Linked DNA regions of Mus musculus: regions 2, 3, 4, 5, 6 and 7 are each linked to region 1. The links are chromatin contacts, called in public HiChIP or PLAC-seq and promoter capture Hi-C maps. All regions are on one chromosome and are shown on one strand. The core of a region is the stretch at or near the end of the contact, and the rest is flanking DNA. Distances in the headings are between cores, read along the strand shown. Region 1 holds the start of Tepsin (TEPSIN, adaptor related protein complex 4 accessory protein). Region 2 overlaps Rnf213 (ring finger protein 213). Region 3 holds the start of Card14 (caspase recruitment domain family, member 14). Region 4 overlaps Rnf213 (ring finger protein 213). Region 5 holds the start of Dus1l (dihydrouridine synthase 1-like (S. cerevisiae)). Region 6 holds the start of Gaa (glucosidase, alpha, acid). Region 7 holds the start of Csnk1d (casein kinase 1, delta).

Evidence for each region. Promoter capture Hi-C pulls out the DNA fragments that hold promoters and counts their contacts. HiChIP or PLAC-seq counts read pairs in DNA pulled down with a chosen protein or histone mark.
Region 2: a contact with region 1 is called in an H3K4me3 HiChIP or PLAC-seq map of bone marrow-derived macrophages, with 4 times the contacts expected there. The contact joins the enhancer-like site here to the promoter of Tepsin in region 1. A contact is called at or near these places in 13 of 39 promoter capture datasets (the 3T3-L1 cell line, 3T3-L1-derived adipocytes, the C10 cell line and 7 more), 3 of 115 datasets of contacts at active chromatin or transcription factors (T-cell acute lymphoblastic leukemia, bone marrow-derived macrophages and large pre-B cells) and 1 of 9 other capture datasets (liver).
Region 3: a promoter capture Hi-C map of pre-B cells shows a contact between it and region 1, with 5 times the contacts expected there. The contact joins the promoter of Card14 here to the promoter of Tepsin in region 1. A contact is called at or near these places in 7 of 39 promoter capture datasets (the 3T3-L1 cell line, the C10 cell line, hippocampal neurons and 3 more), 2 of 484 Hi-C or Micro-C datasets (CD4 T cells and olfactory sensory neurons), 6 of 115 datasets of contacts at active chromatin or transcription factors (astrocytes, bone marrow-derived macrophages, embryonic stem cells and 2 more) and 1 of 9 other capture datasets (liver).
Region 4: an H3K4me3 HiChIP or PLAC-seq map of bone marrow-derived macrophages shows a contact between it and region 1, with 2.5 times the contacts expected there. The contact joins the enhancer-like site here to the promoter of Tepsin in region 1. A contact is called at or near these places in 8 of 39 promoter capture datasets (the 3T3-L1 cell line, the C10 cell line, embryonic stem cells and 4 more), 3 of 115 datasets of contacts at active chromatin or transcription factors (T-cell acute lymphoblastic leukemia, bone marrow-derived macrophages and pancreatic cancer cells) and 1 of 9 other capture datasets (adipose tissue).
Region 5: a promoter capture Hi-C map of pre-B cells shows a contact between it and region 1, with 2.1 times the contacts expected there. The contact joins the promoter of Dus1l here to the promoter of Tepsin in region 1. A contact is called at or near these places in 2 of 39 promoter capture datasets (liver and pre-B cells).
Region 6: a contact with region 1 is called in an H3K27ac HiChIP or PLAC-seq map of embryonic stem cells, with 5 times the contacts expected there. The contact joins the promoter of Gaa here to the promoter of Tepsin in region 1. A contact is called at or near these places in 9 of 39 promoter capture datasets (3T3-L1-derived adipocytes, cranial neural crest, embryonic stem cells and 5 more) and 4 of 115 datasets of contacts at active chromatin or transcription factors (astrocytes, bone marrow-derived macrophages, embryonic stem cells and 1 more).
Region 7: an H3K27ac HiChIP or PLAC-seq map of thymic regulatory T cells shows a contact between it and region 1, with 5 times the contacts expected there. The contact joins the promoter of Csnk1d here to the promoter of Tepsin in region 1. A contact is called at or near these places in 2 of 39 promoter capture datasets (erythroid cells and pre-B cells) and 2 of 115 datasets of contacts at active chromatin or transcription factors (large pre-B cells and thymic regulatory T cells).

Annotation. Positions count from the first base shown.
Region 1 is chr11:120,097,446-120,100,145 of GRCm38.p6, forward strand. Tepsin (TEPSIN, adaptor related protein complex 4 accessory protein) reads right to left here and starts at 1,286. Exons shown (of 13, transcript NM_183137.2): 1 at 1,181-1,286; 2 at 64-136. The coding sequence starts at 1,228. Ndufaf8 (NADH:ubiquinone oxidoreductase complex assembly factor 8) reads left to right here and starts at 1,489. Exons shown (of 3, transcript NM_001110242.1): 1 at 1,489-1,620; 2 at 1,703-1,813. The coding sequence starts at 1,537.
Region 2 is chr11:119,439,154-119,441,853 of GRCm38.p6, forward strand. Rnf213 (ring finger protein 213) reads left to right here. Exons shown (of 68, transcript NM_001040005.3): 29 at 1,036-2,700. Among named protein-coding and RNA genes, the nearest start is that of Mir1932, 50 kb to the left of the region's middle. Within about 2 kb of position 1,323, at least 2 of the 459 cell types and tissues checked have an H3K27ac peak or open chromatin away from gene starts, as enhancers often do. A contact at or near this core is called in bone marrow-derived macrophages, where this site is marked.
Region 3 is chr11:119,306,398-119,309,097 of GRCm38.p6, forward strand. Card14 (caspase recruitment domain family, member 14) reads left to right here and starts at 1,371. Exons shown (of 23, transcript NM_130886.4): 1 at 1,371-1,540.
Region 4 is chr11:119,418,217-119,420,916 of GRCm38.p6, forward strand. Rnf213 (ring finger protein 213) reads left to right here. Exons shown (of 68, transcript NM_001040005.3): 12 at 1-83; 13 at 957-1,012; 14 at 1,850-2,003. Among named protein-coding and RNA genes, the nearest start is that of Mir1932, 29 kb to the left of the region's middle. Within about 2 kb of position 1,340, at least 56 of the 459 cell types and tissues checked have an H3K27ac peak or open chromatin away from gene starts, as enhancers often do. A contact at or near this core is called in T-cell acute lymphoblastic leukemia, bone marrow-derived macrophages and hematopoietic stem and progenitor cells, where this site is marked.
Region 5 is chr11:120,795,107-120,797,806 of GRCm38.p6, forward strand. Dus1l (dihydrouridine synthase 1-like (S. cerevisiae)) reads right to left here and starts at 1,289. Exons shown (of 14, transcript NM_026824.4): 1 at 1,037-1,289; 2 at 371-617. The coding sequence starts at 607.
Region 6 is chr11:119,266,690-119,269,389 of GRCm38.p6, forward strand. Gaa (glucosidase, alpha, acid) reads left to right here and starts at 1,274. Exons shown (of 20, transcript NM_008064.4): 1 at 1,274-1,533.
Region 7 is chr11:120,989,911-120,992,610 of GRCm38.p6, forward strand. It overlaps Csnk1d (casein kinase 1, delta), which reads right to left and starts at 1,423. Exons shown (of 10, transcript NM_027874.2): 1 at 1,025-1,423. The coding sequence starts at 1,100. It overlaps LOC115486436 (a long non-coding RNA gene), which reads left to right and starts at 1,454. Exons shown (of 2, transcript XR_003949839.1): 1 at 1,454-2,700.

The sequences.
Region 1 (2,700 bases), core at 36-2,535:
TATGTCAGGATCCCCTCCGTACTAAACACTAAACCCACCAATGGGAACAGTGCAGAAGGATACTGGCGATCTCTTCAAACAGGTAGCCTGGACATGGGATGCTATCATCTGAGGTCCCCTTCAACAGGATGGGGAGCTGTAGGGGAATGAGGGCCATGGTGAGCTGCCATCTTAGACAGGGTAGGTCCCAGCCACTGAAGGGAATGGAAGCAAGCCTCATGCTGACTGGGGCTAAAACTGCCCAGGAGAGAGTCTGGGCAGGGCCACAGTCACCCTAAGGGCCACAAAGCAGAGCTGCAAACAGGCTCTGCTCTGGCATGGAGGAGTGACCCGGGAAAGAGGAAAATCAACAAAGGTTCTCTAACGAGGTCAAGATGAGGTTCAGCCCCTGCCTCCTACACTAAGTAACAGCAACAGAAAGAATCTCAGGGCTTTCTGTGCATTGGATGGGTGAGACTACTGGGTACAGACCCAAAGAGTGAGAACCGCTCAGCTTGGGGACTTTAAGGTTCCTTGAAGATAGCAAACTTCCATCTTATTGAGTCATGAATCAGCTTGGTTGTGCTTGCTTACTTACTTCCTTGCGTGTCCCTGCAAGCCTATGGTGTTTACTTGGTTGAAATCTGGGAACACCTCATCTCATCCATCAGTATCTGGATGAGAGGGCGAGGTTTAGGAACATTTAAGACAAGTATGTCTTCACCGTGCTATTTGTCTACAGTGCCTTCAAGGGGATCTGTAGGGAGGGAGCTGCACAGTTCAGTACTTCAGATCTTGTCCCAGACTTGAGTGATCTGATCTCTTGTAGCAGGGACTCTTAAAAGCCTAAGAAGGGTCCCTGGGGCCACTCAGTGCCCTCAAGATCCAGTCAGAAAGCTCAAGGCAATCAATTTATTGCAGTCAACAGCTGGCAGCAGGCTCCGCTCTCGCCACCCCGTGGCTATGGCCTTCCAGATGCCCCCTGTCCCCCAGAGATGTACGAGCTTCCAGGATCTTCTGAAATGAAGCCTGGGGAGAGCCGATGGGCCCCGCTGGAGATCGCCCGCCGCCCTTGGGGTTAACCTTCTGCTATCACGGCAGGCACACTCATTCTCGGCAGCTGCTGGACAGTGTCTGTCCCCGCTAATCTAGCGAGGTTCCCGGGCGCCGGAGGTCAGCACACCCGGCGAGTTTCACTCACCCTATGCAAGAAGCTCAAGCGGTCCCGCAGGGGCGGCACAGCTGCCATGGTCCAGGTAACCTCCCAAACTGCCCCGCTTCCGCCAGGCTTCGATCCTCCAATCGTCGCGCTCCTCTCGCTCCCCCGACCAATCGCTCGCAAGGGGCGGGCACGAAGGCGGGAACATCTGCGTCTCAGCCAATCCAAAGTCTCAGCAAGAGACGGACAAGAACGGCGACCAATTACAGAAGCACAGGACTGTGACTCTGACCAACCAGAAAATAGGATAGGCGGAGAGTCCGGATGTTCACGCGTTCGACTCCGGAAGAGGCAGGGCCCAAGATGGCGGCGCCCTCGAGAGCCTAAAAGGACCGCTCATGTCTGTGAACGGAGCGGTGTGGGGGCGTGTGCGGAGCCGTTTCCGAGCCTTCCCCGAGCATCTGGCGGCCTGTGGAGCTGAGGTACGGAGCGAACGGAGCGGAAGCGGAAGCGGGATGGGTGGCGACTCGGGTCAGGTCCCTGTACTGTCCCGTCTTCCCTCAGGCCTCGGCTTATGGCAAGTGCGTGCAGGCGTCCACCGCCCCAGGAGGCCGCCTGAGTAAGGACCTCTGCGTTCGCGAGTTCGAGGCCCTGCGGAGCTGCTTCGCCGCCGCGGTAGGTGGGCGTGTCCCTGCTACGTCATCTCTGTCTGGCGTCCTCTTTTCCGCCAAGCAACTCCAGTGACAAGGGGACAGGGCCTCCAGTTAGCTGTTGGCGTCTTGCCGATGGGCAACCCGATGAGACCGACCCCAGCTCCACTTGGTTTCTCCCAGCAATTCCTGCTAGATGCCAGGGCAGTGTCCTGCTAGGCACGCACCCCTGACGCACCCTGTCCCCGAGGAGTAAAGTGCAAGGTCCGCAGCAGGTTCTCCCTGCAGCACGGAAGCGATGCTGAGAGCCGCTTGGGTTCTTGATCCTGGCCTTTTTGCCCATGACCCCTCCACTAGAGCTAGGGTCGGTGGTTAAGAACCCAGGGTGACAGACACACTGCATCAGAAGCAGGTCCACAGTAGCCTCGGCGGGAATGAGGAGCAGTGTTTGAGTTGACTACAGCCCAGCCTCACCTACATACAGCCTTTGGTTTCCCGGCAGAGGCTGTTCAGTCGTCAGGTGTTGCGCTTTTCTTGTTCCTTCTAACTTGACACAAGCCTTTACTCTTGTGGTTGGTGGCCAGCAGCTGTCATTGAAACCCTAAACACACTCCTAATGCTCAGAGTTTCTGCTGTCCCTGCCACCCTCTCTGTGGCTGACCAGAATTGTGTGACTCCATCTGCTGCTTTGCCTGGACCAGATAAAGGCACCCCCCTGTGGTTCCCCCTCCATCCCTGCCCATCTCATAACAGAAACTCTCAGTCACAGGGGCCAGGCGTCCTCTGTAGGTGAGCCCAGGCTGGGACCCCCCGAGACACACTAGCATCTCAGTTCTTTAGCGTGGTTGGGATAAGGTGGCATTTGATGTGGTAGATGTCTTGCTTTAAGCCATATCTAAACTGGAAATAAGT
Region 2 (2,700 bases), core at 73-2,572, 660 kb before region 1:
CTCCGATATGACTGGAAGATTAGTGTCCTAACCAGGTTTGTTAGAAATAGAACCGGGAGGAAAGAAAATTCTGTGCCGGCTTAAAGCTAAGGGGTTACTGAGAGCTTATTTATTGAGACTGACCTCTAGTTAGGCTCCAGTCCCATAACAAAAGGAGACAACCTTAACTTACAACTGGTTCTTAGGTCCATCCCCTTACGAAAACACATGAGGCTCATGGGGGTAGCACAGGGTTCTGGTCTGCCATTAAGTTTCCTATGCTCTTTACTGTGAAAAGTACAAATCTGCCAGGTTGGCAAGATGACCCTGGATAACAAGTATTCACAAAGAGCAACACTGATGTGTATCTGTACACCTGATCATCTCTGTTCAAATTGTTCAAAGTGCAACCTGGGGCCGGAACCTGAAAGACATCAAAGATAACAGCATAGCTGGGCGTGGTGGCGCACGCCTTTAATCCCAGCACTTGGGAGGCAGAGGCAGGCGGATTTCTGAGTTCGAGGCCAGCCTGGTCTACAAAGTGAGTTCCAGGATAGCCAGGGCTACACAGAGAAACTCTGTCTCCAAAACAAAATAAAAAAGATAACAGCATATGTGGAATGTATAAGCCTAAGGTGCGTAGATGTTAGTAAATGCAGAGCCTGGCACACACCTATATTAAGGAGACTTTTCTTGTTGGTATCCAAGTGTTCAGGGAAGGCGTATTAGTTCTATAACCTCTATAACCTCAGGCACCAGAGGCAATGAGGTCCTCTTGGACCTGAAGAGGAACTTGGTACTTGAAGAGGTTTGGAGCTCACACATACTCACAGGTGTATGTGCATAGTGAAGACACAAGCCCTTGATTGTGTTAGAAAATGCATCTTTGTTAGGGATGTGTCTTCTAATTTAGTTCTCTAAACCCTTAGCAGGCAAAAGTTTCCAGTCCATGGGGACAAATTAAGTTCAGTGCAGACTGTGTGGAGAGTTAAGACAGAAAGACAGCGGTTAGGGAATTCAGTGATCATCTTTTTTATCTGTGATTCCTTTTTGCAGAACGCACGTGCACCCCTGTTCAAGTTTCTTGATCTCTTCCCCAAAGTCACCTGCCGTCCTCCCAAGGAAGTGATAGACATGGAGCTGACTCCAGAGAGGAGCCACACAGACCCTGCCATGGACCCAGTGGAGTTCTGCAGTGAAGCTTTCCAACGACCTTACCAGTATTTAAAACGGTTCCATCAGCAGCAGAACCTGGACACATTTCAGTATGAAAAAGGCTCTGTGGAAGGCTCTCCTGAGGAGTGCCTGCAGCACTTCCTCATTTACTGTGGCCTCATAAACCCTTCCTGGTCAGAGCTTCGGAACTTTGCTTGGTTTCTGAACTGTCAGCTCAAAGACTGTGAGGCGTCTATCTTTTGCAAGTCAGCTTTTACTGGAGACACACTTCGGGGCTTCAAGAACTTTGTGGTGACCTTCATGATCTTAATGGCCAGGGATTTTGCTACTCCGACTCTTCACACTTCAGACCAAAGCCCAGGTAGGCAGTCAGTCACCATTGGCGAAGTTGTTGAAGAAGACCTAGCTCCCTTCTCTCTTCGAAAGAGGTGGGAGTCAGAGCCCCATCCATATGTTTTCTTCAATGGTGACCACATGACCATGACATTCATAGGTTTTCACTTGGAGACCAATAACAATGGCTATGTTGATGCCATCAATCCCTCAAATGGTAAGGTCATCAAAAAAGACGTCATGACCAAAGAACTGTTTGATGGGCTGAGGCTTCAGAGAGTGCCCTTCAACATTGACTTTGATAACTTGCCCAGATATGAGAAGCTTGAAAGACTCTGCCTGGCACTAGGTATTGAGTGGCCTATTGATCCTGATGAAACATATGAACTTACCACAGACAATATGCTTAAGATCCTGGCCATTGAAATGCGGTTCCGATGTGGGATCCCTGTTATCATCATGGGAGAGACAGGCTGTGGGAAAACCAGGCTCATCAAATTTCTTAGTGACCTCAAGCGTGGTAGTGTGGAGGCAGAAACGATGAAGTTAGTGAAGGTCCATGGAGGGACAACACCATCCATGATCTACTCCAAGGTCAAGGAGGCTGAGAGAACAGCCTTCTCCAATAAGGCCCAGCACAAGCTGGATACCATCTTGTTCTTTGATGAAGCCAACACAACAGAAGCTGTAAGCTGTATCAAAGAGATCTTGTGTGATCGGACAGTGGATGGTGAGCACCTACATGAGGACTCTGGCCTGCATATCATTGCTGCCTGCAACCCATATCGGAAGCACTCCCAGGAGATGATCCTCCGCCTGGAGTCAGCAGGTTTGGGATACAGAGTGAGTGCAGAGGAGACTGCAGACAGGCTGGGCTCCATCCCTCTGCGGCAGCTGGTCTACCGTGTTCATGCTCTGCCTCCAAGCCTCATTCCTTTGGTATGGGACTTTGGGCAGCTGAATGACTCTGCAGAAAAGCTCTACATCCAGCAGATCGTACAGAGACTGGTGGACTCCGTCTCTGTGAATCCCAGTGAGACTTGTGTGATTGCAGATGTGCTCTCTGCCTCGCAGATGTTCATGAGGAAGAGGGAGAATGAATGTGGTTTCGTCAGCCTCCGGGACGTGGAGCGCTGTGTCAAAGTTTTCCGGTGGTTTCATGACCATAGTGATATGCTCTTAAAGGAGCTCGACAAGTTTCTCCATGAATCC
Region 3 (2,700 bases), core at 121-2,620, 790 kb before region 1:
AGAGAGAGACCAGCCGTGGCCAAGAGGAGAGAAGGGGAAAAGGAGAGAGAGAGAGAGAGAGAGAGAGAGAGAGAGAGAGAGAGAGTTAGAGAGTAAGAAAGGTGAAGGCTTAGAGAGAGGTAAAAGCTTGGAGAAAGAGAGCTTAGAAAACGAGGAGGGGCCAAGCAGCCCCTCTTATAGTGGGCTGTTATCTTGCTGTTGCTAGGTAACTGTGAGGAGTCTAGCCTGAAGGTCAGAAGCTTGGGACATTGTCTACATGACTGAAAGCCATGAGCCTCTCCTGTGGGGGCTGTGGGGGCAGTAACTTCGACAGGAGCCAGGGGTCTAGGAGACATGAGAGAACTCCTTCCATTCCATGTAGGCGAAAATTACCACCACCGGGTTTCACCAAGGTTCATGGCCTCAGCTCGACTGGAGACCAGGCCGTCTGTGCATATTCCATTGCCCCACATTCATGCAACTGTCCTAGGGGTGGGGCTGAACAGAGAACAAGAAAGACGAGAACTGTCATGTGCCATGGGGGAGAAAAAAATAAAAACAGACCACAAAATAGATCTGGGCAGACAAGTGAAACAGGCCAAGGGGGAGGGAGGGCCCAGACGAGAAGCCTGCAGTTTAAAATAGAAAGGCCTGGAAGGGCCTTTTTTATGGGAAGCTGGACCTGGAGTGGTGTCAGAAGGAGGTGAGGGAAGTTCCTGGCAGCGGGAACAGCAGGTGCAAAGGCTGGTGTAGGAGTAAGCCCGGAGCCTCAGACTTGGAAGGAGGCCTGCATGCCTAAAGGAGGTGAGAGGTGTGGGCGCTCAGCAGGTACCCCATAAGCACTGCAGACTGGGCACTGCACTCTTGGGTGCCCGCACACCAGAGGGAGTGCTTGGGTCACTGCCTGCTGTGTTGAGTGCTGGCAGTGGGAGGGGTCAAAGAGCCACTGTGCAGAAGAGGAGGACCACGGATGTAGATGTAAGGATCCCAGCCAGTAAAGCAATTAGATTCCAGAAAGAGTCCCTTTTGGCACAGCCCAAGTCCCCTTATGACATGCTGACCTTTAATGGGCCTGCTGGAATCATTATGCAATTCCTGTAATTGGTTATGGGAACGAGGAAGGCCCCGAAGTCATCTCAACCCTCCTAGGTTCTTTCCAAGAGTAGAGGCAAATGAACTGGGCTGACAGCTCAGGAAGGAGGGACGGTTCTCCTGGCTGCCACCACACCCTCTATCACAGCCCTCAGTGGGGAGACCAGATACCTGGCATCTCCCAACAGGTGGTGGCAACTCTCACATCAGCCAATCAGACCCAAGAGGAGGGAATGTGCTGGCCCTTCCCTTTGCACTTAAGCCTTGTATATAAGGCCCTGCTCCTGTGGGAAGATCCCAGATGACTGTGCCATCAAACCTGCTCCTCACTTGCTGTACAGCCCAGCCCAGCCTAAGACTGAGCCTCCGACCATCACTGCTACAGGACAGGAAGGCAAATGCAGAGTCTGTCCCACCAGAACCAGTCAGCATGCCAGAGGGACTGTGGACAGGTCAGGACAATGGACAGGTCAGGACAGGGTCCCAGCTGTTCTGAGGCAAAGAGGGGCTGCGGCCATCTCCCTCATTGAGAGGAGATGGCGCCTGGGAAATGAAGGGAACGGTTTGTCTCGCTGTGCTTGATTAAAGCGCAGGAACATTCTCGAGCTGCTGCACCCATCCCCCCACAGAGCCAGAGGGGCTGACGGGTGGAAGGAATGCTGGGATTTATGGTCACACCTTCGGGTTACTGAGGTTGAGTGGAGGGGAAAGCAGGTGTCTGGAGGCAGTGGACGGATTCTCACTGATATTTCTGGGACCAAGGGACTGGATTTTAGCAGAAGAATACAAAGGGGACCGTCCTCCCCTCTTGGCTGGGTGGCCCTCGGCTTAGCTGCTACATATGTCAGCCACGTGTTCTAACCTTCCGTCCAGGCTGTGTGTGTGTGTGTGTGTGTGTGTGTGCTCATGTGTAAGAGAGTGTGTATACGTGTGGGTGAGAGTGCGTGAGTGTGTATATGTGTGTGTGTATAAGATAGAGAGAGGAGAAACAGTGTATGATCATGTGTAAGAGACTGTGTATATGTGTGTGTATGTGTATAAAAGAGAGTGTGTGTGCTCATATGTAAGAGTGTGTATATGTGTACATGAGAGTGTGTGTGTTCATATGTAAGAGTGTGTATATGTGTACATGAGAGTGTGTGTGTATAAGAGAGAGAATGTGTGTGTATGAGAGAGGGAGAGGGAGAGGGAGAGGGAGAGGGAGAGGGAGAGGGAGAGGGAGAAGGAGAGGGAGAGGGAGAGGGAGAGGGAGAGGGAGAGGGAGAGAAGAGAGGTTTCTTCCTATCAGACAAAGCAAGAGGCTGAGCCTTGGGTTCTGAGAAGGCTGACTGACGGGAAGGTCTCCTAAGAGGAGGACCGTGCATGCAGGAAGGCTACTCTAGTGTTGGGCAGGGTGAGAAGATTCTAGAGAGCTAAGGCTACCCCGAGGGTGCCAGATCTGAGGCAAATTTTCTTTCTCATTTGGACTCACCCCTATCTCTAACCTTATAAGTTCCCTCCTACCAGCCCCACTTTCTGTTTGTTTTCTGAGACCAAGTCTTGCTCTGCTGCCCAGGATTAAGGTCGTGGGTGCTTCCCAACCAGCTGGGACCACACCCAGCTCATCCACTGTGTGTGTGTGAGTGTGTG
Region 4 (2,700 bases), core at 90-2,589, 680 kb before region 1:
CCGTGAGGGTCCTGGACTGTTTGCAAGGGATTTCATACCGTCTTCCAGGGCTAAGGAAGATCTCAAACCAGAACATGAAGAAGGTGTGTTGTGGGGACAGGTTAGCAAGTGCTGGCTTAGGAAGAACAGGTTAACTGCCACAGGGCGGGGAGCACTCAGTGTTAGAGCAAAAGCCCGAGTCTCATCCTCAGCACCACAAGCCCAAGGAAAGAGAGGTGAGTGAGGGAGGAGTGAAAACACACACACACACACACACACACACACGAGAGGGGTGGGGTGGGGGTGGTGGTGGCGTGTAGATTTAGTCAGATGTAATGACGTTGGTTCTGCTAGGTGTGGTGATGTTTCCTGTGGGCAAAGGCTAGTTTGCCTGAGTTTATCAATAGCTTTTTCAACTTCTATCTTAATTTCTTTAAACAGCTGTGCTTGGTGGAACTCTAAGGCAGGGTGGGTGTGACCTGAGACACACAGAGAACATGGATCTATCAGGCTGGGTGATGGTCCATTTGGTAAAGTGCCTGCCTGCCACACAAGCTTGAGGATCTGAATGAATGGAACCACACTGACTCCCAGCACACTGTGGCCTGCACTTACAGGGGCCAGATCCTTGCTTACTGTCCAGCCACTTAACTGGTGATTTCCAAGCCAATGAGAGATGCTGTCTCAGAAGCAAATGGATGGCTTCTGAGCAAACACAGTCTACTACACACGTGTGAAAACACACACACACACACACACACACACACACACACACACACACACACACACACACACACAGGTATGCTCAGAAGACAGAAAGCCTTGTGATTTTGTATTGTGACTTTACTAATGTGAGGCAGAAGCGTAGCTGTTTGGAATCAGTGCTCTGTGTGTCCAGAGGCCTTTCTTTTCTTGGCTCAATCTCCACAAACACAGCCACGTCAAGATTACATCCTCCCTTCTCTTCACTGTCTTAGGATGTCGAGAACGTCTTTAAAATGCTGATGCACCTTGTGGACATTTATCAGCACAGGTAAGTAGAGAGGCCAAAGGCAGCTTTGTTTTCCACACAGCTCTGGGAGGAATGGTGGCTGTCCCTGCTGGCCACAGCTTCCTGCACACATGCTGCCTCACTGGGGAGATTGCAAACCAACACCACGCTTTCCAAGCCATGAAGCGCTGTGTGTCCAGCTCTGGCTGATCAAGGTTTGCCCCTGCTCCATTTGCTGTGTGTCCCTTCACGGTACTTCCCGAGTCCTGGCTTCCATCTGGAGGCAATCAGGCGTTTGGAGAAGTCAAACGTGATCGTATGACTTCCTGTTCCCCTGGCTCTGACCAGGAGCCGAGCACAGGCAGTTGGAGGAAGGGTGAGTTCTCTCTCACTGTTTGAGGGCTACAGTCCACACCGGTGGGGAAGCCCTGTCAGGGGAGCAGGAAGCAGGTCTCGAGCTGCATCTGAAGTCAGGAAGTGGGGAGAGACCAGTGCTGATGGTCAGATCTTTTTCTGCCTTGACTTCAGCCTGCAGCTGCCATGAGTTGGAGTCACAGACATTTGTTCTGTGGGGACCCAGACTTTAAGTCCTCCGATAGTACAGCAAGTGCTTTTGACTACTGAGCCCTTTCTCCAGCCTCCACCCCCTTTTTCTTTTGCAAACTGAGGATTGAAACCCAGCATGTCAGGCATGCTGAGTAGTTAAACCCCTGCTTGCCCCGTGTGCAAACACACTCAGTAAACACGAACCAGCACGTGTAGGCCAGGAGACACCCCACACAGAGGACCCGCTCTTTTTAATTTAACCTTTTTCTTCCCCTCTTCGCTATTCTCATTTCTCACCTATTTCAATGATTTCTCTGTACTTTTTTTGGGTAGGATCTTTGGGGAGAACCTGCTACAGATCTACTTGACTGAGTGTTTGACCCTCCATGAAACTGTCTGCAACATCACAGCTAACCACCAGTTCTTTGAGATTCCTGCCCTGTCTGCTGAGCTTATCTGTAAACTGCTTGAGCTCAGTCCTCCAGGGGTGAGTGGGACTTGTTCGTCTGACACTGTATTGGAGGCGTAGGCTTCCGGTAACCTCAATTTGAAAGGGAATCCGAGCTGATTCAGCCATGAGGGAGTTGACTGAGGCTCTCTGTTCCAGCTGAGCTCTCTCTGGGCTGGAGGCAGTTCTGGGGCTTGGGTTGGAGGGAGGGAGGGAGGTGGTAGGCCAGGCTTCTGATGTCCAAGGGCAAGCTAAAGAGCAGAACCCCACTGTTAACTGGGTACTTCTTTCCCACTGTTGACAGAACACACTGGGGACCATCCTACCCTGAGCACAGGTCCACTCCTTGTTTTCCCCTTGGGAACTTTAAGTTAAACTGAAGAGCAAAATTGGTGTCCCTAGAGGTGGCCCAGTACACCTGCACCTTCACCAGCTTGCAGTCCTTTGTGCTTGCCGGAGAGAGCTGCATTCCGTGGCTGCCTCGTCAGATCTTCCTACCTCTCTTTGAACTTGATTTTTTTTTTTTTTTTTTTTTTTGGTTTTTTGAGACAGGGTTTCTCTGTGTAGCCCTGGCTGTTCTGGAACTCACTCTGTAGACTAGGCTGGCCTCGAACTCAGAAGTCCACCTGCCTCTGCTGGGCGCCACCACGCCCGGCTTCTGAACTTGATTCTTCTTGTCACCTTCAGTTGCCTTGTGCAGCTGAGATAGTGTTCTCTCATTGTTGTGGGTCACTCC
Region 5 (2,700 bases), core at 39-2,538, 700 kb after region 1:
GTGAGCTATGGTCTTTCCACCGACATTGACAATATGACAACCACTAGGAATATGAGCTATAATGACATGTAACAGAAGCCACTGGCACAGACTTGTAAAGAACTGTTGGTTCTCGACAGGAGGGTACTGAGACGGAGAAGGATCAAGGTGACACTGGTGCTACACTCCTCACGTCCTCCAAGCTGCCCCTTCACCGGGACTCTGGCTAGTTCCCAGTTCTGGGGATGCCCACTCAGCAGCATGTGTCATGCAGGACTTCAGGGACCCCGACCCTTCTCCTGGGTTATATGTATATGACAGGGACAGCTTGGGAATGCTGTCCTTATATACAGGGTCTGGAGCTTAGGTGCTACCCAGTCCCTCAGCTCACCTGCACAATGAGAGGCCTGTCCTCGGGGCACACATCACAATACAAGTTCTCTTTGCGGTAGTTAGCATCTCTAACGAAGACCTGGGCATGTAGCATAGGGGTGTAGCATAGCTGGGCTCCATGGCGGCGGCTCAGAAGTCTCCAAGCTAGCTCACTCTGGTCCACCATGGGTGCCACCACATGTCGGGCACCCCCCAAGGTGCGGCTCCAAAACTCAAAACCCTGCAGTTTGGGCATCCTCTCCACACTAAGGGCAGAAGAGGAACAAGCGCTCATTTCAGCCATGGTATACCATCATACCCCAGGAGGGTACGAAGTTCAACTCCAGGAGCTGACCGCTCTCGTCAGCTTTTGCTGTCGGCTCTCCCAAGAACACGGTGAAAACAAGAGAGGTATCCGTAGGCACAGGGTTGAGGTGCCCTCCCTCCACCTTTCTGGCAGTGACCCTGACATACCACTCACCCTCTCTGGACCTTCTCCCCTTAAACGCCAGCCTGGTGCAGCGGGTGTGGAGGATGAACAGGTCTGTGGGACCTGCACAGCTGAGACCACCCGGCTGCACGAGGCCTGACGCCGCCTCGGATCTTGGGTTGGGAGAGTAGCGAGCACGTCAGCCTCCACGGCTCCTTTCCTGGTCGGGCCCAGAGCCCCCTGAGCTGCCCCTACCTAACCCCTGGGCTGGCTGGGGCCCGAGACCGCCACCGGACGTCCACGGGGCTTGAACTAGGACTACTTCCCGCACCGTCGGAGTTGGCCAGGGCTCGATGAAGGTCTGTGACTGCGGGCACGCTCCAAAGAAAGGGGCACACAAGGCCCCGTAGCCTCTGCCTGACCCGCGGCGCCGCCAGCAGGACCCGCACGAAGGCGGCGGGAGCCGCCAAGCGCCGTGGCTCAGACTCAGCGCAACGCCGCCGGAAGTGCCGGAGCCGGAAGCGTACTGCCAGGCGCTCCGCACCGTCTGCGGTGCAGCAAAAAATAAAGTCCTCGGAAACTGCAGCTCAGCGCTGAAGGGACCGGCCTTGTGGAAACGAGAGAGTTGAGCAAGAACAGACTGCGCATGCCCGGGGTCACGCTGTCCCTTCCAGACAATTGGCACTCGGAGGCCTTTCCTCCCACCTCTATCCCCCAACCCACCTCCGCAATCCAGGAGCAGCCCTTGGTTCTGCAGACACAAGACGTAAATTTAGTACACCACCACAATAGGAAACGAGATAAAGAATTATTACTTCAGATCCTGGGTAGAAAAGGCTACAGCAGGCCAGGCCTTTGTCGAGTAATGAGTCGCTTGCTAGAGGGAAGGAACATGCATAAAGAGATATGGGGCCGGGCAGTGGTGGCTCATGCCTTTAATCCCAGCACTTAGGAGGCAGAGGCCTGGCAGATTTCTGAGTTCGAGGCCAGCCCGGTCTACAGAGTGAGTTCCAGGACAGCCAGGGCTATACAGAGAAACCCTCCCCAGCTCTCAAAAACAAAAATAAAAAAAGTTCTCTCCTAAGTTCTTTTTGTCAGGGTATTTTAAACAGGAAACCAAACTATGGCCGTAAACTGTTACTGTTTTAATAGTAGTGATGTATTTCACTGAGAGAGATCTACCAGACTCTGCCTCCCAACACAGAATTCAAGGCCTGAACCGCCATGTCTGAGTTGTTTGACCACTCTTTAATCCTTCTACACTGCTTCCATGCACCTCGAGTTTTCAGAATCCAGAGTTTGTATCGTGCAACTCACATGCTTCCAGCCTTTCCCTCTGTGGTCAGACTTCCAACTCCACAAACCATTGAGTCCTGCTCTCCAGCCTTGGAACAATTGCTGATACATACTTTATAATGATATATGTATGTATAATGATACATGTATAACGGTATAATGATATAATGTAATATATATGCATTACTCAAGCCATTTATGATACTTTAATTTTCTGCCTTGTAAGGAAATGACAGGAAGCTGGGTGGTGACACCACACCTTTGATCCCAGCACTCAGGAGGCAGAGGCAGGAGCAGCTCTGTGAGTTGGAGGCCAGCCTGATTTAGATCAGAGCTAATTCAGGATAGCCAGGGCTACACAAAGAAACCTTATCTCGAAAAATAAAATAAAAAATAAATAAAGTAAATAAGAGGGGCAGGAGAGATGGCTCTGAGGTTAAGAGTACTAGTTGCTCTTCCAGAGGTCCTGAGGTCAGTTCCCAACACCCACAAGGCAGCTTACAACTGTCTGTAACTATAGTCTTATGGTTTCCAATGCCCTCTTCTTTTTTTTGGGGGGGGGGGGTTTCGAGACAGGCTCCCAATGCCCTCTTGTGTGCAGACATACATACCGATAAAACACC
Region 6 (2,700 bases), core at 24-2,523, 830 kb before region 1:
AGGGGGGATGGGCGGGCCCAAGACAGGGTCTCTGTGTACCGTTGGCTATCCTGGAACTCACTCTGTATGTACACCAGGCTGTCCTGAAAATCAGAGCTCCACTTGCTTCTGCCTCACAGTGCTGGGATCAAAGGCGTGTGCTGCCATTGTTGGCTGCTGGTGTCATTTTTAAGAAGAGAGAAGGGGCCGGGCGTGGTGGCGCACGCCTTTAATCCCAGCACCCGGGAGGCAGAGGCAGGCGGATTTCTGAGTTCGAGGCCAGCCTGGTCTACACAGAGAAACCCTGTCTCAAAAAACCACACAAAAAAAAAAAAAAAAAAAAAAGAAGAGAGAAGGGGAGGCCTGTGTTAGGATGGGCTAGCATGCGGTGGTAAGGTTTGGTTTGGTGTATTAATTACATGAACCAAAGGGGGCTTCGGATTGCTGGACTTCAATACTTTAACAGCTGGCCCCTGGCAGTCAGCCTTAGGCGGAGGAAGTGGCCAAATAAGGGAAGAGACCTTGATGGCTAGCTTTAGGAATGTAATCTAATGTTTGTTTGTTTTGTTTTGTTTTGTTTTTCTTTAGCAAGGCAGAGGGAATGGGCACAAGGGAAAGATTGCCAGAGCCAAGCTCAGCACATTCAAGCTGGCCAGAGTCCATCCACCTTCCCTCGCTGGCCAGTCCTCTTGGCTCTCATTATCCTGCCTGCACACACTGTGCTCCGACAAGCTGCCAGAGCTGAGGACACCGTCTTCTCAGGCCTTTCTCCTCTCCCAGCATGGGATGGGGAGGGGGGCGTTGAATTTCTTGGTGTACATTGTTTCAAAAGTTTGACAGCCAGAGGCACAAATGCCCCTCCACCCCCCAGTGGTCCCAGCAGTACAGGAGAGTCAGGGCCTTGCACATGGTAGGCCAGTGCTCTACCCCTATCTACATCCGGCCTGCCAACTTTGGTTTTTGAAACAGAGTTTCACCAGGTGTCGTATGCTGGCCTCAAATTGTCAATCTTTCTTGCTGCTGCTTCCCGAGTGCTGGGATCACATGCCTGCACTACTACCCCGGGCTTCTGGCTCAATGTATGACCTGCATCATACTTATATCAAATGCCCCGGATCATTTACTGTTTCACCATCGTAGGTTTTCTGTGCGATCACGTGTTTGACTCTGACTCCAGGTCTGGGCTGGTTTAATCTACTGGAGCTTTTGCAACGCGATGACGTCCTATGGCTGCCATTCCAACACCTGCGCTCACTGTCGCCCTCAGCCACTAGGGGGCGCAGCGATAACACTCACACGGACTCCGCCGCCTACGCAGGAGGTCGTGTGACGAGGTCCGCGCGGACGAGCCCCGCCCACAGACCACGTGACCCACGCTGCCCGCTGAGCCTGGGGGTCTTCGGCCTGGAGGGTGATTGCGCAGGTGAGCTGGGCGAGCTGGTGAAGGCTGTCTCCGGCCCCAGAGCCTCCGGAGGAGCGGCCTCCTCCAGGCAGGCAGGGCCGACTGTCAGCGAGTTCCTGCTTTGGAGAATCGAGCAGAGACACGCGGCATAGGTGAGACCCCCGACCCAGGCAGCCACGGACGGTGACCTTAGTAAGACAGCAGGCTCCGGTAAAGTCCGGGATTCTAGTTCGTGCCCGCAGTACCAGGCGGGCAAAGCTCTGTGTGTATGTGACGCAGGGGGAAACTGAGGCACAGAGAAACCGAGAACCTTCACTTTGACCTCCCGTGTCTGACAGGTTGGATTTGGACACGCCTGTGCCTGGTGACGCAGCGATCCAGCTGCTTTCCAGAAAGCAAGCTTGAGGTCACCAGGTCAGCCGTGGCCTCTGAGTTCAGTTCCTTCCCATGTTTTTTTCTCTAAATTGTGGCTGAGAGAACGGGCCTCAGCTGCCTGCTCCCAGTTTCTGGGACTTTGTTCTAATGCGTGTGTTTCTGAGTTGCGCCCTGCGGCCTCCTTGGAGGGTCCTGGAAAATGCAGATTCCCACCCTGCCCCGCAGAATTTGAGCCTGCGAGTGTCCTTAGATGCTGAATCATGGTCAGTGTCACTTACGTCTGGAAGGGCCAGGTGGAGCTGGGCCTTACTCGGCAGTAAAGACAAAATGGGTCTCTGGTCTTCGAGCCAGATCCACACACTGGATCTTTCTGTGGCTCATTATGGTGGCTCATTATGGCCGCTGGGCACCTGAAAGACCAAGGCGTGATTGGAGGGTAGGAAACTGCAGCCTACGCAAGCACTCCAACTCCCTCAAGATGCTGGAGAATCACTCACCATGGTAACGGATTTCAGTCATGCCTACGTAACCGAAGGCCCACAGAACTGAACAGAGCTGGCTGTGGTCTCCAATGCCAGAAAGCCCAGCGTGTAGGAGATGGTGGCAGGGACCCAAGCCATCCCTGGCTTCATAGCAAGTTAAGGCAAGCCTGGGCTACTGCAGACCCTGTCTCAACATGGCAGCCACGTGGGTTCAGAGACCATCCCAGTTGATCAACACATTTGAGTGTTGGGAGCCTGGGAGCCACTCCCAACCGTTCTCCACCCATTTCTTCATTCTGGCTGTTCTTGAGTTACAGCTTTCAAAACCAACCAACCAGTAAATATAAGTGAAGTGCTTTTCTGAGTTCTGTGAGATAGTCTAGTGAATTGCCAAACTTGGTGCATGGTGTAGGGGTCCTCGGAACCACCATGGTCTATAGGCAGTCCATCAGAGAGGTATGG
Region 7 (2,700 bases), core at 173-2,672, 890 kb after region 1:
CCTCATGTCTACCTTGAGAATTCTGAGAGCCATCATGAGAACTTCCTTCCACACCACTTCTCTCCCCTCTGTTCTGCCTACATCTCGACATTGAATGCATCTGCATTCATCAAAACTTCATTCCTGTTGATTTCCGGGTGTCCAGTAGTCAACTTAGATGCTCAACATATCCTCAAGACCCCAACCAAACCAAGGCCTTTCAGGCCAGGCACAGGGAACATTTTCAGTCCTGATTTGGAGGAGAGTGGCAGCCAGGAGGCTATGGGTGATCCCTTTAGCGGGTCAGCTAAGTGGAGATGCCATTGTGGAAAAGAGCAGGCCCAGACTGCTCCAAGAACCCTCAGAAATCAGCCGGTCGTTTCCCCCATTTCTGACCGGGACACTCCCCACCTCCACACTACATCTGGCTTATTTTGACATTTCTCCCCCACACATGAAAACATCCAGGACGCCACTGCAGAGCTGAGGAACAGCACCAGACCCTTGGCGGAGCAGAGCATGGCCTTTGTTTACTGCGGTGACCTTAGGTGGGGGAGGATGCTGACGCCCGGCCCAGGCCCTGCCCCCTCCGGGCCCCACCCCCAGCCTGCTGCCCTCCCCTGCCCCGCTCTCCCCTCCCCCTCCCCGCTGTCCCCCCCCGGCCCCCGCCCCCAGTCCTTTTCCCACGCCCTCTGACACCCCACCACCGAGGCCCGCTGGCCCCCGCCTCTAGGCCTCCTTCTTCCTCTCCCGGGTCCCCGACCATCCCCAGACACGCTCCGAGCTCTGCCCCCCGGCCTGCAGTCCCCAAGACCGGCCTGTCCTTCCAGCCCTTCCCCGCACCCCACCCCGACCCGCCGCGCCGCGCCCAGCCCCCCGGCCGCGCTCGCACAGCGGCCGTTGGTGTCTGGCCGAGGCCGGTGCCCGGGCCCTCGGCTGCGGGGATGCCGAACGTCCACTCCGGCCCTCCGCAGGCCTCGGCCTGCCGGGGACCCCGCCCGCCGATCCGCAAGGCCCCCGGGCGCTCGATGGCGCCGGGCCTCACCGAGATAGATGTCTCCGAAGGAGCCGCTGCCGATCTTGCGGCCCAGTCGGTACCTGTTCCCGACCCTCAGCTCCATGGCAGCGGTGCGGCTCGCTACTGCCCGCCCGGCCGCTTCCTGGGTCTGCGCTCCGGGAGGCGGCGCCGCTGCTGCCGCTACTGCGGGTCCGGTCCGACTCCGCCCCCCTCACGGCCCCGCTTTCACCATCGCTTTCCGGTCGCCCCGTCGCTCTCAGCGCCTCAATACGGGGCGGATGGGACAGTCCGAGCGCCGCCGCCGCTGCTCCGGCCCTTGCCGGCCCCGCTCGCCCTCTCCCCGCCGCGGATGGACTCGGATCTTCCGGGCCTAAATCCCCCTTCAGCTGCCTAAAGGAGCCGCCGCCATCGCGCTGTGACGTCACTTCCCCTAGCAACCCAAGGGGGCGGGGCCACCGTGCTCGGGGGCGGGGCTTGGCTACTTGATGGATTGCGCAGTCGCAACCAGGCCTGTTTCTCTGTCCCAGTGTCCACCGTTCCCGCAGGATGACTCCAGCTGGTCTCTTTGGTCTTCCCATTTGTCTCCAATAGAAGTCCGAGGAAGCTAAGCCATGTGTGGTAAGAAATGCCTGTAGTTCCAGCCCTTGGGAGTTCGAGACCAGCCTGGGCTATAGCGACCCTGCCCCTAAACAGGCAGAGAGAAGCCGAATAGCAGTTCCTTTTGTAGACCCCGGGAAAGGCCCTTTACAGATAGGGGAAAAGGGCAGAGAGGGCGGTCCAGGCCTAGCTCTGAGATCACAGGTAGACAGTTAGCTTTTGTAGGAATCACCAGTTGTGGGCTTTGAATGGTGCAAAACGTGCCTGCTGCTGCCTGCCAGCTTCTTGCACACAAGGGTGGAAGAAAAGAGGTCTTCCTGGGACCCACTGTGGGCAGGAAGGTCAGTGTTGAGTTCACTGAGGGTGTAGAGGGTATGTCTCAGACTCTGATCGCTCTCCAGGGCTGTCTGCCTGGAGAGAGAGTCAACATTTTTATCTGGTCTGCATTGGATCTGCATGTTCCCCTGGCAAACACAAACATGAATTCTGAAGTTCAGGCTGACGGCCAGCTTCCAAGACTTGGCTGTCCATTCTGACCACTGAGGAGGGACTCTGGAGGAGCTACCACACAGGAGGTGCCCCCTAACCAGGAGGGGACAACCTTCCAAATAGATGCTTTTCTAGGCCCACTCTCACCCAGCCAGAAACACGAGAGTCACAGATGAGTGTAATGCTTCTATTTGGTCAGCTAGCACCCGTAGCATCTGCACAGGGTATCACGCTGCATGACAACTCAGCAGCCCTGCAGAAGCACGTGGAGCTGACATGTCTTCTAGTCTCCCAGCTCCACCACCCTTCCTTTTGGTGGTCCTGCAGTGCCTGCCTGCACACAGTTGGCAGTCAGGTTGGGGAGCATTACACAGCCGGAGACAGAAGACACCACAAGGCAAACTGAAACCAGTGGTCACTGAGCGGCAGGTATGGGAACTGCCTAGCTTTTTAGTCCAGGAGTCAGAGCCAGATGCGGCCAAACTAGTAAAAATAATCTTACTGACAGAATTCAAGTATAATTTTTTTTCTGTTGATGAACAATACCTAACTTCATCTGAGAAGCCCCTATATTGAACTGAAAACAGCAAACCTGGTATCTGGCCTAACCTCTCTCT